Regions from separate parts of the Mus musculus genome. Here region 1 is linked to region 2. A link is a contact called in public HiChIP or PLAC-seq data. All regions are on one chromosome and are shown on one strand. The core of a region is the stretch at or near the end of the contact, and the rest is flanking DNA. Distances in the headings are between cores, read along the strand shown.

Region 1 (4,529 bases), core at 898-3,397, 330 kb before region 2:
TTCTCCTTTTTATTTTTTAATTTTTAATTTTTGTCAAGATAATTTTCATGTATCAGATATACAATGTGAGAGAATTGTGGTAAAAAAAAATTTTCCTCTTTGAGGCCCTAAAATAACATTTATCAGAATTCATATTTCTTTTCTTTTCTTTTCTTTCCTTCTTTCTTCCTTTCTTCCTTTTTTCCTTTCTTTCTTCCATTCAGAAAGAGCTGTCCAGGAGCTCATGATTGCCCTGCCTTTTTCTCCAGAATCTTGGGATTACATTTGTGAACCACCCTGCCTGGCTCATATTTCTTGTTTCTTTACTTACTGTTTTGTTTATTGTTCCAAGTAAAAATGTAACCTCAATGAAAACATGAGGTTATTTATCTTGGTCACCACCATATCTACAGCTCTCACACATAGCAGGTGCTCAATAAATATTTGTTAAATGACTGAATCCACAGGGTGGTTAAGCTCCTAGGAGAAGGACATCTCTGGGAGACCTAATATCAACAAAGCCCCATTTATGGACAGAATTGTTCATCTCAGGTCCCAAGCACATTTGTTTCAGGAACTGTGTTACCTGGGCACTAGCTAAGTACAGTTGATCTTCTAAATGAATTGATCTTAGTTTAAAGAGAAGGAAGATAAGTGTAAAGATTCGAAGAAAGGCAGAGTGAACAACCAGGGCATTGTGAATAGCACAAGGCAAGAAATCTAAAATAAGAACATATATCAAAAATTTAAATTCAATGAATAAACAGCATGATTGATTGATTTTGGACAAAGAGTCTCTTTATATAGACCAGGTGGCCTAGAAATTATTATTTAGACCAGGCTGTCCTAAACTCACAGAGATTATAATGCCTCTGCCTCTTGAGTGCTGAGACTAAAGGTGTGAACCACAATACCTGTCCTCTTTTGGTGTCTTGTTTGTTAGTTTGGTTTTGGTTTTGAGGCAAAGTCTCTCTATGTAGTCCCTGGCTAGCCTGAAATTCCCTATGTGGCCACAAACTCACAAAGAACTACCTATCTCTGTCTCCTGAGTGTTGGGATTAAAAGCTGTGCCATCATGCCTGGCGTTGTTTATGTTTAAATTTCTTCGTTTTATCTTTAAAATAGTTATTCTCTGACAATTTTACATCTGCATGCAATGCAGTCTCACTACTCTCTCCTCAGGACCTTTAGTCTCCCTCCCATCTCAACCCCCCCCCCCCCTACAAATCCATTTCCCATATTCATGTCTGTTCATTTGGCTTGTGACTCACTGAGTTTATCCAAGAGCATTTGTGTGACTGTGAGTGTTATTACTGTGGTTTGAATGAGAAATGTCCCCCCCAAAGGGTCAGGCATTTGAACACTTGATCTCTAGTGACTGATGCTCTTTGAGAAAGTTTAGCTTGGCTGTGCTGAAGGAAGTACACCACTGGGGGTGGCTCTGAAAACATATAGCTTTGCCTCCCTTCTAGTTTGCTCTGTTTGCTGCCATGCCCCACCCCACAGTGATGGACACTGAGTCAACTCTAAGCCAAAATAAACTTTCTCTTCTACAAGTTGCCTTGGCTATGACATTTTTATCATGGCGATAGAATAATAACTAATACAGGCTAAGGGACTATTCTCTGGTAGCTGATGAGTTCACCCGTGAGTACACAACTGAAGACAATGATCATCTCTCAGTCAGCATCCATCTGTTGTACAACCAATCTAAGCTTATCCCCGGCTACCTTACACAAACAGACTCAGACTATACTTACTTTATTAGGTCTGACAATTACTTAGGGGTAACCCCTAATCTACTCTTCTCACTGCTGGCCTGGCTCCTCCCTAGCAGTGTACCCCAGATACTTGCTGTTTCTCCTGGCCATGTGCCCTTTGTCCATCTCTCCTCATGGCGGCTTCCTCCTCTCCTCTTGCTCTTCCTCCTCCTTCTCCTCCTCCTGGTCTCTTCTCCAACCAGGTCACTCCTAACCCACCTACCTCCAATCCCTCCAGTAATTGGCTATAGCTAATTCTATTTAACCAATAGTTTTAAATCAAGGAACAAGGTTTACACAACAAAAGCTTGTAAGCATGAGAAGTCATCAATTGGCAAGAGTTCCCAGGGGAAGGGCAGGACCATGTGCACCCTTCCCTACCCCTGACTAACTATTGCTGCATTCAATCTAGGGCACGCCCAGTACAGAAAATTGCAGCTGTTGAGAGTCGGTAGTTACAATGGCTATGCCATGCCCTGAAGATAGTGTTTCACACCATTCATCCTTATCATCCATCTCATTACATTTTAAAATGAAGTTTTAACACATAATTCTCAGGCTATCAAGGCAAAGGGAGGGAGGAAGGGAGGGACAGAGAGGTGTATCAGAAAGCATGATACCTTCTGCTCAGCAGTGGATTCAAATGAAATCTTCCATTGAATAGCACATATACATATATTTGTTGGGGAAATGAGTTCTCAAAAGCACATTTTATTATCAACAAAGACAATTGTAAAGCTTATATTACCTTTGCTCAAGTAAGAGTGACAACAGCCCTCCCATGGAGGACTTGCAAATGGATTGGTTGCCTTCTCCATCACAGCCTCTATCCTTGAGGGTTCACAGTCACACAGCATTTCCTGGAAAAGCCTTTTGTAACTGATGGGCTATCGTTCGAGCAAATTAGAAATTTTAAGACGCCAGGTGTAGTGGTAAAAACCTTTAATCCCAGAACTTTGGAGGCAGAAGTAGGTGGAGCTCTGTGAGTTCGAGGCTAGCCTGATCTACATAGTGAGTTCCAGGACAACTAGGGCTACATAGGAAGACCCTGCCCAAAAACAAGACAAAAACAAACAAACAAACAAACAAACAAACACACAAAACAAACAATTAAAAAAAGCAACAAAAAAAAATTAAGACAAAGTATTTTGTATGTGATACTATGGTGACAGAGCTCTCTACCATCAGAAGGCCCTTAAGCCAGAAGCACCTATAGGGTATTTGTGGAGAGTAACAGGAACATGGAAAAACAAATTGCTTTTTAAAATCTGGACAGTTTAATTGTAAGAAGTATCACACACACACACACACACACACACACACACACACACACCTTCATACATACAGCAGAAGGGTTTTATAAAAGTGGCCTCTTCATACAGAAACTGATCCAGGTGTGATGTGGTACGCACACTTGGAATCCCAGCATTCCAGAAGCTGACACTGGAAGATATCAGGTTCAAGGCTGCCCAGGCTACACAGTGAGACTTTGTCAAATAAAAACCAACAAACCCACCAAAGAACAATAAACAAACTCTTGTAAATAATGATTATGCAACTCTCATTCAAGATAATTTTGCAAGAAATATGTTCTTTTGATTTAAAAAATATTCTTCACGATTGAGAATTTATACATATATATGATGATGTTTATGTGTTTACACATATCCCCATTTCCCTATCTAACTCCTCCCATATCTCCCTAACACATTCCCCTCCTAACTTCATGCCTCCTCATTTTTTTTTCTTTTTAATAATACACTTTGCTGGTTGGTGCTGCCCGTATGTGCAAGGGTGTAGGGCTATGCACTGGATCATGCGAATCCTTTCAGTAGCCATATGCTCAAAAGGAATGATTCTCCTCCCCAGAAACTATCAGCTGACAATAGCTCCTTAGTAGGGGAAGGGGCAGGTATGGAAGTCACAACTACTGTGAGTTCATTGTGTGACAGCTATGTCTTGTGTAAAAGACAGCATTTCACAGAGGAATCTTCATCCTGCAGCTCTTGAGTCTAATCTACCTTCTCTTCGGAGATGTTCTCAGCGTCCTGTGGAAGGGTAACACAGGGGAAGGGAGGGGAGTGTGTGTGGGATAGTGTGAGGGAGTAATATTCATGTCCCATTAGGGCTGAGCACCCAGTATCTGATTGTCCTTACTTTGCCCAGCTATGTATCTCTCCATTGACTGCTTCCAATTGTGTCTTTTGATAAAGGGCAAAACAAGACAAATGAACAAAAAAGAAAACAACAACAAAACCATTTTGGGTTAGAGAGATAGTTCAGTGGTTAAGAGCACTGGTTGCTTTTCCAGAGGACCTGGGTTCAAATCCCAGCTCCCATGTCATAACTATCTCTAACTCTAGATTGTAAATCTAGCAGATCCAAACCTTCTGGGTTTCAAGGGCATCAGGCATGCAAGTGGTGCACAGACATACACACAGGCAAAACTCATACACATAAAATAGAATATTTATTAAAAATTTTAAAGTACCAGTATAATGATGGAAATTACCATAGAAAAGCATGCAAAAATAAATGAGAACTTTCCTCATCAAAATGGGCCCATGGTGTACAAAAATGAAAATTCTTTAATTATACTTTTTTTTCAATAATCCATTTCCTTCTCTTTGATGTCACCAGCATTAGTTTATTGTTACTTCCTCTGGGACATATCCATCCTTTCCTTTGCATGGATGAGTTCCTCTGGCTGCACATCCACAGTCCCCCAAGCTTCAGCAGTGTCAATACGACCACGGTCAGCTCCGGTCTGTAACTGCACTTGCGGTCTGT
Region 2 (4,427 bases), core at 1,392-3,891:
TATACCAGTTCTAAAGGTTGTAGCATCAGGTATGACACTACTTAACACCAATCTTGTTAGCCAAGGGATTACCTCCACTATTCACCTTCAATCTCAGGCAGCAAGTTCAAAGACATTTTATTTGCAAGTAACGTATGATGGAAAGAGGTATAGAACTTTTACTTGAAACTCAGTGCTGGGGCTGTAGATTCTTCCCATGAACAACACCCATGCAGAAAAGCCTGGATGTCACATAAAATTCCAGTTTGCATTGCCTGTACCTGGCTGCAGTGGTGTCCAGCCAAAGGGACGACATCACCAGACAGGCCATGGAAACATAGTTACACTGGACTCAGGAACCTAAGGGCTCCAGAGAGGCACCCAAACCTGGCCTTTTGAGCTGCATCCCTTGTGGTAAGGCTCAGGGCTGCTTAGAACCCTGTTGTTCCTGACTGCAGGCTAGTGATTGTAGATGAGGTGTTCGGTCCTGAGATTGGATCACCTTATCTAGGCAGTCCCCTAATCTACCACATACAGCGGTACCAATTGCAACAAACCTAAGCTAGGGATAGCAGAATAGCAGCACTAGTTTTGAATTTACTGGGACTAGCGCCCTCTAGTGTTGCAACCGTGGGCAATAAATACAGGCTCCAGAACGACCTTCTTAGAATTCCCAGGCCAGGCACCATTAAAGCCAAGTAGTGACAGCTGGAATACACGCCGAATGCTTCAGTGCATGGATGCTGTCAGATACTAACAAGCATCGAGAGCTTCCAGGGAGCTGAGATGTCAAAAGCCGATGATGAGGTGGTGGATATGTTGGCCTCTTGGACAAGAATTCAAAACAGTTATTTGATGGAAAGTCGTGAACTTCAAGAAGATACAGAGAAGCTGAGCATGGTGACACATGGCTGTACTTCCAGCACTAAGTATGTTGAGGCAGGAGGATTGCAACTTAGAAGCTTGTCTGAGTTAATGAGATCCTGTTTTGTGTAATGGTCAAGCAAGAGTTGGAGAAATAGTCTTTCTCAAGAAAGAACACACCAATTGGTTATCTAATACCAAATGGACAGCCCTGAAAATGTACATAAAAGTAACATTATGTAGGTTGTATTTATGAATGTAAGACTATATATATGTGTATGTGCATGTGTCTGTGTGTTTGTGTATGTGTGTGTATGTATGCATGTATGTGTATGTGTGCGTGTGTGTCTGTGTCTGTATGTCTGTGTATGTGTTTGTGTATCTATGTCTGTGTATGTGTGTCTCTGTGTGTGTATATGTATATACATATATATGTGTGTATATGTATATATGTGTATGTTTGTGTGTGTCTGTATGTCTGTGTATATCCATGTATATATGTGTGTGTCCATGTGTATATGTATGCATGCATGTGTCTCTGTGTGTATGTGTGCATGTATGTATGTATGTGTGTATGTATATATTTGTGACAACAAATAATGAAAAATAGAAGCCATGCATTTGGAAGAAAGCAAGGAAAGATGTATAGGAGGGTTTGAAGGGAGGAAAGGGTAGGAGGAAGTGACATAATTATAATCTCAAAAAATATGTATATGTACATGTATATGTATATGTATGCCAGAACTGGTCCAGGGGTGGATAATACATTAGAAATAACCTACTGAAACATGATCCTTAAAAGCACAAGAGAATCTGGGTGGTGGTGGTGGGAGCACACCCTTTTTCCAGCACTTGAGATGTAGAAGCAGACAAATATCTAAGTTCAAGGCCAGCCTGGTCTACAGAGGGAGCTCCAGGACAGCCAGGGCTACACAGACAAACCCTGTCTTGAAAATGAGAAATAAAAGCAGACAACAACCATAACAACAACAAAATAAAATCTCTGGAGAAACAATTGAGTAATCACCAGGAAACCTTGCTACAGAAAGTAAAATCATTTTTAGAACCTGTAACAACTCCTGGAGCTGAAATGCAGAGCAGATGAAGAGGGAACTGACAGCATCCACAGAGAATCCACCTAACAGCAGGGGCAGTGAACTTGAAGTCAAGATATTTGAATATATCCAGGAGGAAGAAAGTGAAAAGGAATGAGGAAAGCTCGCAGGGTCTCAGAACATCATGAAAAGAAGAGATACTCAGGTTTGGGGTTTCAGTGAGGGTTTCGGAATCCTAGAGTTAAACATTTACTAAAAGTAACAAGGGGATGGAAAGATGGCTTCGGCAGCTAATAAGTCTTTTCTTCTCTACCAGGGACCCCAGTTCAATTCCTAGCAGAGTTGGGTGGCATCTATAGCCTGTAACTCTAGCTCCTTTCTGACCTTGACTCTTCTTCCCTGCACATGTGGCATCTACTCACACAGACACAAATACATATGCATAAATTTTAAGAGATAAAACTTATAAAAATATAATAACATGCTGAGAAAAAGTGACAGTCTAGTGCTCAGGCCTGAACAGGACATCTCTACCTCCTCTCTGATGCTCCAGGATCGTTATAGACAGAAGGGTCAGAAAGTATACAAGAGCCGGAAAGGCTGTGAAAGGCTAATTTCTGGGTATGCCACGATCAATGCAACTGTGATTTCCCAGCAGCTGAGGCTGTCTTGTATAACACTCGCCTTGACATCAGTTAAACATGGATAAGGGAGGGGCTCGTGGGCCCTACCCCTCCCTACTGAACTATTGGCTACTAGTGGACTCTGGGAGAGGCTCAGCCATTATATTTCATTGTATACCCATGTGTGACTCACACATTATCCCATGACTGCCTTAGTGAAACTCAGGGTGTCACAAAACAAAACAAAACAAAACAAAACAAAAGGACCAGAATTTGAGAAAGCGACTTGCAGCTAGAAGGGAGTTAGACAGAGGAAGAGGAAGATGGGAGAGGAGGAAGAGAGAGTAACCCGAATGTATTATGCAATGCATTCGTATAAAATGCGTTATCAAAGAACACATTTAATAAATAAAGTATATTAAAAACTGGTTTTATAGGAATAAGCATGATTCACACATAGGTTTGTATATACATAAAAATGTATGACGATATTAATGTATTTCCTAAAAAAGATAGTAACAAAAAGCTTTCCAAACCTAGAGAGAGAACCAAATACCCAGATGGAGGAAAGTCAAAGGTAACAGATGTGATTTAACCAAATCTACCCCAAGTTGACATGTTATAATCAGGTCTCAAAAGTTAAAAGAAGAGAATTGTGAAAATAGCAAGAGAAGAAGGAATGGAGGGAGGATGTGTAAGAGGAGGAAGTGGAAGGATAGGAAGGGCTGATATTGGGTTGTAAAGTGAATACATGATAATAGTAATAGTAATAACTAATAATTAATAATAATGGCTGGTGTACTCAGCAAAGCAAGCTTTCAGAGGAGGAGACAAAAGGATATTTCTAAATAGAAGCGAAGGGAATTCTTGCCACTTAGACTCAGTCTAGAATAAATCCTAAGGGGAATTCTTGCGAGCACAAGACATTGTTGAGTAAACAAAACACTGGAAGCGGGCAGTGAGTTTTCAGACAGATGTGGTGTCTTCTAATACTTTAACTATGGCACTCCAAATATCTTTAGTATGAGGATTAAAAATCAAAAAATTTGAAAATGACTACACTGCTATTTTAAGAAATAGGCAATAGAAAAAGATGAAATGAAACATTAGAAATTAAAATATATGACAGAATACAGTGCATGTATTGAGGTTTTCTTTATTTTTAATATTTATGATCAAAATTAAGTTGCCATATTTTCAAAATAACTTGTACTAAATAATCTTTTTGTATATTTAATATTAAGTACAAAGAGAAAACCTACGGTTACACCATAACAAAAAATAAAGAATCGCTGGGCGTGGTGGCGCACGCCTTTAATCCTAGCACTTGGGAGGCAGAGGCAGGCAGATTTCTGAGTTTGAGGCCAGCCTGGTCTACAGAGTGAGTTCAAGGACAGCCAGGACTACACAAGAGAAACCCTGTCCCGAAACAAACAGACAAACGAAACAACCAAAAAAAAAAAAAAAAAAAAAAAAAAGAACCAGACAACACTACTAGAAAAACTCACAACCAAAAACACTGAGAGAGGAAGAAATGAGGAGCTAAAACAATATAGAAAACAAGTAACATCATAAAAAACAATATAACACCCATCATGATGGGTGAGTCCTTTCCCATCAATAACTATTTTAAATATAACTGGATGGAATTCTGCAATACAGATATACATAATGAAGAAAAGTATTTGTCCAATATACATCTGACTAAGGACTGATATCAAGAACATTGAAGAGACTCAATAGCAAATCATTATCTACCACCACTGTAATCATCTTTGTCATGATTCAATTATGTAATGGTAAATAGGCTGAAATATATATTGCCTCAAATAAATGAAAAAAAATGTGATTATCTATCTATCTATCTGACTATCTATCTATCTATCTATCTATCTATCTATCTATC

What was found. HiChIP or PLAC-seq counts read pairs in DNA pulled down with a chosen protein or histone mark.
Region 1: a contact with region 2 is called in a FOXA1 HiChIP or PLAC-seq map of pancreatic cancer cells. The contact joins two enhancer-like sites. A contact is called at or near these places in 1 of 484 Hi-C or Micro-C datasets (bone marrow-derived macrophages) and 2 of 115 datasets of contacts at active chromatin or transcription factors (bone marrow-derived macrophages and pancreatic cancer cells).

The regions. Positions count from the first base shown.
Region 1 is chr3:65,640,744-65,645,272 of GRCm38.p6, reverse strand. No RefSeq gene overlaps it. Among named protein-coding and RNA genes, the nearest start is that of Mir8120, 16 kb to the left of the region's middle. Within about 2 kb of position 2,147, at least 17 of the 459 cell types and tissues checked have an H3K27ac peak or open chromatin away from gene starts, as enhancers often do. A contact at or near this core is called in pancreatic cancer cells, where this site is marked.
Region 2 is chr3:65,314,260-65,318,686 of GRCm38.p6, reverse strand. The region is part of intron 7 of Kcnab1 (potassium voltage-gated channel, shaker-related subfamily, beta member 1); the gene reads right to left. Among named protein-coding and RNA genes, the nearest start is that of A330015K06Rik, 14 kb to the right of the region's middle. Within about 2 kb of position 2,641, at least 12 of the 459 cell types and tissues checked have an H3K27ac peak or open chromatin away from gene starts, as enhancers often do. A contact at or near this core is called in pancreatic cancer cells, where this site is marked.